Regions from separate parts of the Sus scrofa genome. Here region 2 is linked to region 1. A link is a contact called in public Hi-C data. All regions are on one chromosome and are shown on one strand. Each heading gives the region's core, a stretch centred on a gene start, on an enhancer-like site or on the middle of the called end of the contact. The rest is flanking DNA. Distances are from core to core; before and after follow the strand shown.

Evidence for each region. Hi-C and Micro-C count contacts between places; a contact is called where the count stands out from the background.
Region 2: a Hi-C map of embryonic fibroblasts shows a contact between it and region 1, with 3 times the contacts expected there. The contact joins two enhancer-like sites. A contact is called at or near these places in 10 of 47 Hi-C or Micro-C datasets (brain, embryonic fibroblasts, fetal heart ventricle and 5 more).

Annotation. Positions count from the first base shown.
Region 1 is chr1:40,368,012-40,372,361 of Sscrofa11.1, reverse strand. No RefSeq gene overlaps it. Among named protein-coding and RNA genes, the nearest start is that of HSF2, 190 kb to the right of the region's middle. Within about 2 kb of position 2,526, at least 4 of the 83 cell types and tissues checked have an H3K27ac peak or open chromatin away from gene starts, as enhancers often do.
Region 2 is chr1:40,513,073-40,517,422 of Sscrofa11.1, reverse strand. No RefSeq gene overlaps it. Among named protein-coding and RNA genes, the nearest start is that of HSF2, 330 kb to the right of the region's middle. Within about 2 kb of position 2,037, at least 2 of the 83 cell types and tissues checked have an H3K27ac peak or open chromatin away from gene starts, as enhancers often do.

The DNA.
Region 1 (4,350 bases), core at 1,277-3,776:
GAAAAAGAAGACGGTGATAAACATTTTCCTTTTTCACATCCTAGGAAATGACTCTCAGGTTTACATTTCCAATAGCATATTAGCTAACCTTAGCGGTAAAATATCTATACCCAAGCCATCAAAGGATCTAAACTATAAAACGGCGCTGACACCAAGAGATAAGTAATGCAATCCAATAAGAATCAAGCAATTCTTTTAGATAATCTTTTCCTTATATTTTTGCTCAATGCCCCAAAGTGAAATTCAATGATACCCTCAGAAGTCTCCCAGGAGTAAGGCTCTCTTACTTTTTAATTAGATATAGCAAAAACAAATGCAAAAAACCTACGATATACTTTTTACACTACACTACACACTTTTCAGTTTATATTTTCAAATTTATAGATTGTATATTCAACCTATTTGGTTAAATTGGCATCAATGCCAAAACCAAACCCTTCCTATCTCTTCTTTCCTCAAAAGACATGATGGTAATGTACTCTCTATGACCATAAAAGCACAAAGAATAATAAGGAAAAAGGATATCATAGGAAAGCAACAGATATTATTTTACAATAAAAAACAGATGATTTTTAAATGATGCTATGAGTCCTATGAAAGATATTTTAGTCTCTTGAAGTTTACTAAAAATATAATTATACTAATTACAAAACAAAAATTACCAATGTTGTTATTCTCTCAAGCCTTCAGCCAGAGGTCAAGGCAGCAGGTTTATCTAGTTTGAGCATCAACACTGCCCTTTAGCTATTTCCCTCTGCTCAGATTTGGACAATTGACACACATGGAAACAAAAGAGGCTAACACTCAGGCAAATGTTTTAGAGGTCTGGAACATTCACATGGAAGCTAACATTTAAATCTACAACTAATGTGAAGTTTTAGGAACTTCAGTCTTTCAATTACTATAGTTCATCATACAACAAATTTAGGTAAACTTAAGGAGCTAAAAGCATGGGCTTTGGAATCAGAGACTTAGAATCCTCATTTTGTCTCATAAAGTAACTTAGGATAAATTTATAAATCTCTCTAGATCTCTGTTTTTCCCTCTATTAAAAAAAAAGTATTAGTTACCTTGTGAGATGTTTTGAAGATTAAAGATTATACATTTTTCAGAACTGAGCATTGCCTGGTACAGAATAGATGCTCATTATTCTATTATATTTATTACTCATTCTTACTCTTATAAATGGGCTAACTTTTAAGAAGACTTCAGAGAAGTGTTGGAGATATAATTCTGGTTTAGCAAGCAGACAGCAATGCCAGCCACTGCTAGGTGGGCAGGCAACCGCTGATCTTTACCAGAAAGCCCTGTGGTTGCTGAATGTTGGCTCCCAACACTAGCCCACACTTCAGCTAATGGAAAAAGCTCCCCTGATAAATGTTACTAATGTTTCTAACGTGCCCACTAAGTATTGGAAGAGAAATTCCAAGAGCTCTTCCAAATCTAAACAAAATTATTGGATTTGATTCAAACGAAAAGTCTGTTCATTACCAAACTGTTTGAATCAATCCCCAGAACACAGAGCAAAATGGTTTTATTCGTTTTAATTAGGAGTCTCTTTTTGATGCCTGTGTCATCTAACAGCAGGGGCCTAAGGAACACTTCCTTGTTAGTCAATAAAGCTGAAAGCTACAAAGCATTCATAAAATTCAGACTCCAGCTCTCAGCAATCATCAATCTCTAGATTTAATAAACTTTCTAACCAGAGTCTTCATTGCCAGTATAATGAGTGACCAGTATACACTCTCAATGAAACAGCATTCTTTGTCTAGCAATACACTGATTCTGACAGATGGAAAAGGCCAACACAGAGGAGACTCTGAGGGGAGTTGCTGAGAAGTTAGCAGTATTGACTATTAAACTAAACACCATTCATCTACACACATACTGTGAAAGGTCTGAAAAATCATGTTATTCTTCTCATATTCCCATTCCAGCATACACATTTAATTTAACATAGAAGGTCTTCAGAGATCTGAATCCCTGGTCTTTCTAACATTCTGTGTACCATTTGGACAAAACAGAGTATAAGGAATAATCACTCTTTCCTTCTATGTGCCTAAGGACAATGAAAAGATCATGTATTCATATCAGCCCTTGTGTGGTACATTTGGATTGGAAATTAGAGTTGTTTTCTACTTATTTATTGCTTTGAATACTGTGTACAGAATAGAAAGAAAAGGCAATAGAAGTTAAACAAATGACTTGCCAACTTGTGTCACACCTTAATTATTAGTATAATTTATCTTTTGCCATTTCAGTGTCATTTTCACCTTACACTGTGATAGCTGGAAAGAATGATCTTCCAAACATCAGGCTGATGTTAATCAGAGGAAATTATTCCCCAAAGAAAATTCAAGACCGTTAACCTTAACTAACTCTTGCAAACTAGCATAAGTAAGTTTTCAGTCACTTCAAGTAGAATTCTGCCACTCTCCCTGGTCCCGTTCAGCATTGACAGGAATGCAGTGTTAGCAGTAGGACGCCTGTCCACATAGTCCTCTGCTCACAGCCTGCTCCAGCCACTCCATGATGAGCCATTACTGAGGGTAGATGTGTTTCCTTATGCTCGCATGGGAAAGGAAGGAAGTGTCCTGTCTGCTAAGTTCACTGCTGCTGCAACCCTTCATAGAGGACAAGGAGAAAGGCTTTCATGTGTCTGGAGACAGGGCTAGGGGATGGGGAATTCTTGAGTGGGGGAGTAAATAAGCTGTGAGTTGAAACATGTTTATCCCAAAAGAAGGAAGATAATAATAAGAAAGGCGGGAAAACAATGCAAATGCAGTGATTTGTATGCTAATAGTACCTGCTGTTTTATGACCATCACAAGTAGTGCAAACTTCCACAAGTGAGATACAAAATGAGCCAATTTTTCAGAAAATACCAACATAAGCGGGGACTGATTTTGAAATGAAAGGGAAGAAAAAAAAATGAAATGCTCTGAAAAATTTCCAAGTTTTTGATAATTGTATTTTGTGACTAAATAAAGAATAGTTTTTCAACAAAAAGATTTTTGTCAAGACTTTGTTGAATAAACACTAAAGTAAGTATACATAAAATTTGAGATGTGAGCAAAAATATATTCACAAAGTGTTAACTTCAGATTAACTTATAACAGTAAAAAACAAGAAACATTTTAATGTCCAAACCATTGCTGATTAAGAAAATTATACACTCCAATATAATGGAATAATATGAAGCCATTAAAAAGTTATTCACAAAGTTTTTATTTATATGGGGAAATACCCATAAGGTAAATAGGAAAAGTAATGTGAAATAGAAAAATCAATATTTTTGATGAGAGTCAAATTGTTCTGCTAAAGAAAGTGGGAGCACTTGTTTTCTTTCTCTCCTGGGAAAGTAAAATTGAGAAGAGAAGGGAGGAAAGATAGTAGGAGAAAGAGCCAAATAACATGAGACAATCACCCAGGAACTTTAAAGAACAAGAATACCTAATATTCGATTTTAGGATCACTTTGCCAAAGTAAACCTGTTTGGCCCTCTAAGACCTCACTTAAGAGTCTGACATAAGCAGAGTCCTTGTGAAAGAGGGGTGTTTGAGAGAAACTCAAAGCCAGATAGTGATTTCACTTATGAGTCAAAGCTTGGAGAGATATAAAGAACTTCAAATGTGAATTTGCTAGAGGCGGTAAGCTGGAGCCTGAAGTGACCATGACACTTGGGAAGGGCCCTAGATTTTCAAAAGAGCATGTGATACAAAACCCTATAGTGAGCAAGTGGTAGAGCCAAATCTGTGAATGCTCTTAATACAGTAGTTATCTTTTTTCCCACTCAATCGTGCATGCGTGAGATTTCCAAGGCATTTTTTTTTTTAAGGGAAATGACTACTTTGATCATTAGGAGAAGCAGCAGTAAAGCATTGAAATGAAGACATTTCAGTACCCACATGAAGGGACCTTTCAGAAGCTATCCAGGGACACTTGGGCAATACCCATGCCTACAGATCGAGTGGCATATAGTATATCATGTGGTTGGAAAGGAAACCCAAAAGAGAGCAAGCAAAACAAGACAATTCAGACCCAGGAAAGAAAAGTCAGCATCAGAGAAATCAAACAGAACATGTCTACATCTTTCAAAGGAACAGAAATATATGGGAAATACAGAAGATGCTGTAGTTGATTACTGCCATTTGGTAATAATCATGGAGTGTTTTACTGAGAAAGGCCCTATGAGAACTGCTTAATGTACATTGTTTCCTTTCAATATCTCAATAACATCAATGTTGTAGCTATCACTCCTAATTAACAAACAAAAAAAGAAGATGTACACAAGGACTCAGTAATTTAGCCAGTGCTACTCAGATATTAAGTGGTAGAGCAGGATCTGAAC
Region 2 (4,350 bases), core at 788-3,287, 150 kb before region 1:
CTCACCTACAAATTAATACTGTCACTATTTTTACTTTAGCTGTTTTAATAGGTGTGTGGTAACACCTCATCATGGTCTCATGCATTTGTTGCTATCTCTACATCTCCTCAAAGACACTGTTTATTTATTTTAAATATATTCATAGGATACCAAATGATTTCATACGATATCAGTGATTTATTCAAGTAATAAAGAATGTATTTATTAATCAAATATGTTAGTTTTCCTGCAGAAGGTCCTTTGTAACATAATCTCAGGAATTGTACAGAATATAATTACAGTGCATGTATCATCCTATAATTAATGATTACTAGCGAAGTTTAAGAAATACTTCCAAAACAGTAAAAAGTAAAAGTAATATAAAATTCCCCAAACAAAATGAAACATATAAAAAATTAAACACTTGATGTTTTCCAAATAATTTAAAATAATAAGTAAGCTTATTATTGTAAGAGAACACAAAGGAAAGGTGTTTAATAATATTTTTTTGAAAAATCATTTTGTACAGAATAATATGATATAATGAATATATTCATAATAACTAAAAGGTAATAAAAGATAATTATTTAACTTAGTTACATTTCCATACAGGATTAATTTTCAAGTGCCTTTCTTTATCCCTGTTTTTGCTTTTTACTAACACAAGGAAAGCTACTAAAAAGTCTTAACAGACAAAATGAAAAGTAGGCTTATCACAGGGGAATCAAACTTTGACATAATAGTTATTGAAATTATATTTGGAATGTAGTTTATAATCCTCCTAAAATATTTAATTAACTTGGGTGAAAGTATTCCTTCAATCAATATTTATTATGCACCACTGTATATCTTTATTAAGTTAGTACTTTCAAGGCTCTTGGGATTCATGGATAAGTGAAACACATTCCCTGATTTTAAGAGACTTTCATGCTAGGTGAAGTCAGAAAGAGAAAGACAAATACCATATGATATCATTTATATCTGGAATCTAATATACAGCACAAATGAAACTTTCCACAGAGAAGAAACTCATAGACTTAGAGAACAGACTTGTGGTTGCCAGTGGGGAGGGGAAGGGAGTGGGATGGACAGGGAGTCTGAGGTTAATAGATGAAAACCATTGCCTTTGGGATGGATAAGCAATGAGATCCTGCTCTATAGCACTGGGAACTATATCTGGTCACTTATGATGGAGTATGATGGAGGATAATGTGAGAAAAAGTATGTGTGACTGTGTCTCTCTGCTGTACTGTAGAAACAGAATACTATAAACCATCTATAATGGAAAAAATTAAAATCATTAAAAAAAGAGACAAAGAATAAATAATATTTTATGGTCCAAGATGGTTAACCCTCTGAATTTAACAAAGCTATTCTGAATATTTAATAGTGTTCATTTACATGGTACTTTAATTTTTAATTTATATCCATTTAGAAATTTCAAAATTCATGAAAAATAACAAAATGAGAGAAAAATTAAGATGGCAGTTGAAAGCAACATTCTCTACCTAATAGTTATGAATTATATATTTTTTTTGTTTGATTAACTTCTTCAAAAGATTTGATTTGGTTACGGCTAATGGAAATTCTAATGCATATATGTTGTGTCCTGTAACCATTTGCTTATTTCAATTACTTAATAACTAACTAACTATAGATGCTAGATTGTACATGTTGGCCTACATAATGATAGGTTAGAATCTGAGAGAGTATTCTAATAGAATTCATATATAATGTGGATTTCCCCCAAATTTGATGGGTTTCTTAGACCAAAGACCTCAAGAAAAGAAAAGTACATGCATAAAATGATAGTGTTCCCTATACACCTGGAGGGATTGCACAGGAAAAGAACAGGAAGAATTTTTCCTAATTTCATTCAGGCCTAAATATGAAGACATGAACAATAGATGCAACTTGGATAGATTTCCTGGGTGTTTCAAATTTGAAAGGGATAAATAAAGTATGTTAAAAATATCCACTCTAAAATATCTGAGATAGAATTTTCTTTGTAAAGGTCTAATGAGCCAGGAAGTTGGACTAGATTCCTTCTCAAGGTCATGCCAACCTTTAAGAAATTTCTGCCTTCTCTTCTGTAAGAACAGAGCCTCCTCCTCTCCAACCCCCACCCTGATCAGCTGAGGTAACTGGCATTTTGCGATGGCTTTCTTAATGCTAATACCGTAATAAACAGTGCCATCTACTGACTAAATTATATTATTGACCACCTCCCAGAAGGAGGAACTATTCTTGGGATTATAAATCCTAAGAGGTTTGTTATATTCATTTACATGAGTAACATGTTATACACACTTACTTAAAGTTACAGGGAATGTAGATGTAGTATGTTTTGGACTTTTTTTTTGTTTTTTTGGTTTGTTTTGTTTTCATAGATGAGAAGATTTAGATTCAAAAAGATCAATCAATTTGCCCCAAATTTTGACATGGCATTTTTCAGTGAGCACCATTGTGAACTGAACCCTAGGAATGGAAGGAAATTTATCACTTTGGAGATGGAAATCAATCTGCAAAGTTGTCCATCCATTGGGGGAAAATCTGACAGATGTGATTAATGACGGAAGTATGAAATCAATAACAGTGAGGAAAGGTGGGAAATTGCTGATGTAAAGGTTTGGGAGGACATGCTCACATGTAGGCTTAAGTAAAAATAATGATAGAGGAAATATTAAGTCAAGGCTATTTTGTTTCTTTCTTCTTAAATACAGAGAGTTGGACCTACTTGATGATGATTGCAAAAGCTTGATTTGTCCTCATAAAAGTATGATATGTAAAATGAACCCATTTTCCTTTAAGACATTTCCCATCCCAACTTTACAGCTCAAGAATTAAAATAAGTATAATCATATTATATATAACTTCTCCATTTATACCAATCAGGTAAGCAAAATACAGCAAAAGCAATGAATATTTTCCCATTTTCATTATTAGGAATTAAACCATGTTTGGTTTATATTTGTGCCCAAGACATAAGTTATTTATTAGATTACCTCTAAATATTCAATTCCAATGGACTCTTACTTTTACCCTTCATAGCATCTAAGTGCAGTGTGTCTTATTCAAGCAAGGGACTTAAATATTTGTGAAGTGAATGCTGGTGGAAGGATAGTCTGCCTTCCCACTTAAGGTAATAAGTTATCAGGCTGATTACAACAGACCCAGGTATTTCGTTGTTGTTATTGCTTTTAGGCTCATACAAGTTTAAGTAAAACATACAAGAATATTAAAAATATAAACATACCAAATTAAGGAACTTAGTGTTAACAACAGCAAAATTAATCACATTAGAAATTATTTCCAATCATAATAGTCAACCTTCATCGTGATCTCTTCTGTCTTCTACACTTGGAAGAAACTAAAACACTGAAAACCCAAGTTTGACTTTGAGACTGTGTGAGCATTTAGGATTTCAGAACGTGGCTTTCTTTCTCTGCAACCCATATCCCAACACTTTTCTGTGAGTCAAACTAGAGTCTCCTAAAGGAACCAGAATCCACCAGGAATAAGGTGCCAGTGATAATAACAAAAGCATTGGGGAAATGTATTTTCAGAAGGGGTGTGTTGCTTTGAGAACATACATGGTATTGAAAGTGATCTGGGGACTAAAGAGAGAGCCTCTGCTGAAGGCACATTACAAGTCTCCACAAAGATGTCCTTTTGGCACAGAATGAGGACAGAACCCAGAAATGCTGACTGCAGCAACTGGAGCAAATCCTGAAACCACACGACCATTTAACAGAACACGCAGATGCTTGTTCTCTGTACATGTATATTGGGGTTTGGATAGGATTTCAAAATAATTCACACTCAGCATCTTCTGTTCCCAAGATCTTATTTGATGACCCCTTCTCTTTCCATTATTTGATCAAAAGACATGGAAAATGTGATTCTTTTTATTCCACTTTCCTATTTATCTCAGAATTAAGTTTTATGCTCTGTTTTCCATGTATACTATTGCATTTACGTTCTATGCCCTTTTTAGCCCTCTATTGGCAGAAGTTTTATATCTATTTATTTGATATTCATTTGCAGATGACAGGAGAAAAATGAGAATAATACCGTGCAAACATGCTTCTACTTCTTGCTTTCTTTCTATTATGGTGAACTTCCCCAATCCTCAGACATCCAAAACTGAAAGACATTTACTACATGATTAACTAACATCTGCAGGCTAGTTATAAGGTGCTTCATATAAATTTGGTAGTTAATAATCTGACTTTGGATTTGATCAATTTTAAATTTAAAGGGAGAGAGGGTGTGTGTGTGTAAAATATTTTTTAAAAAGGGAACAAGAATTTGAAACATACATTTACAGAGACAAAAGTAATAACCAGTGCAGAATATTCACTCTTAAAA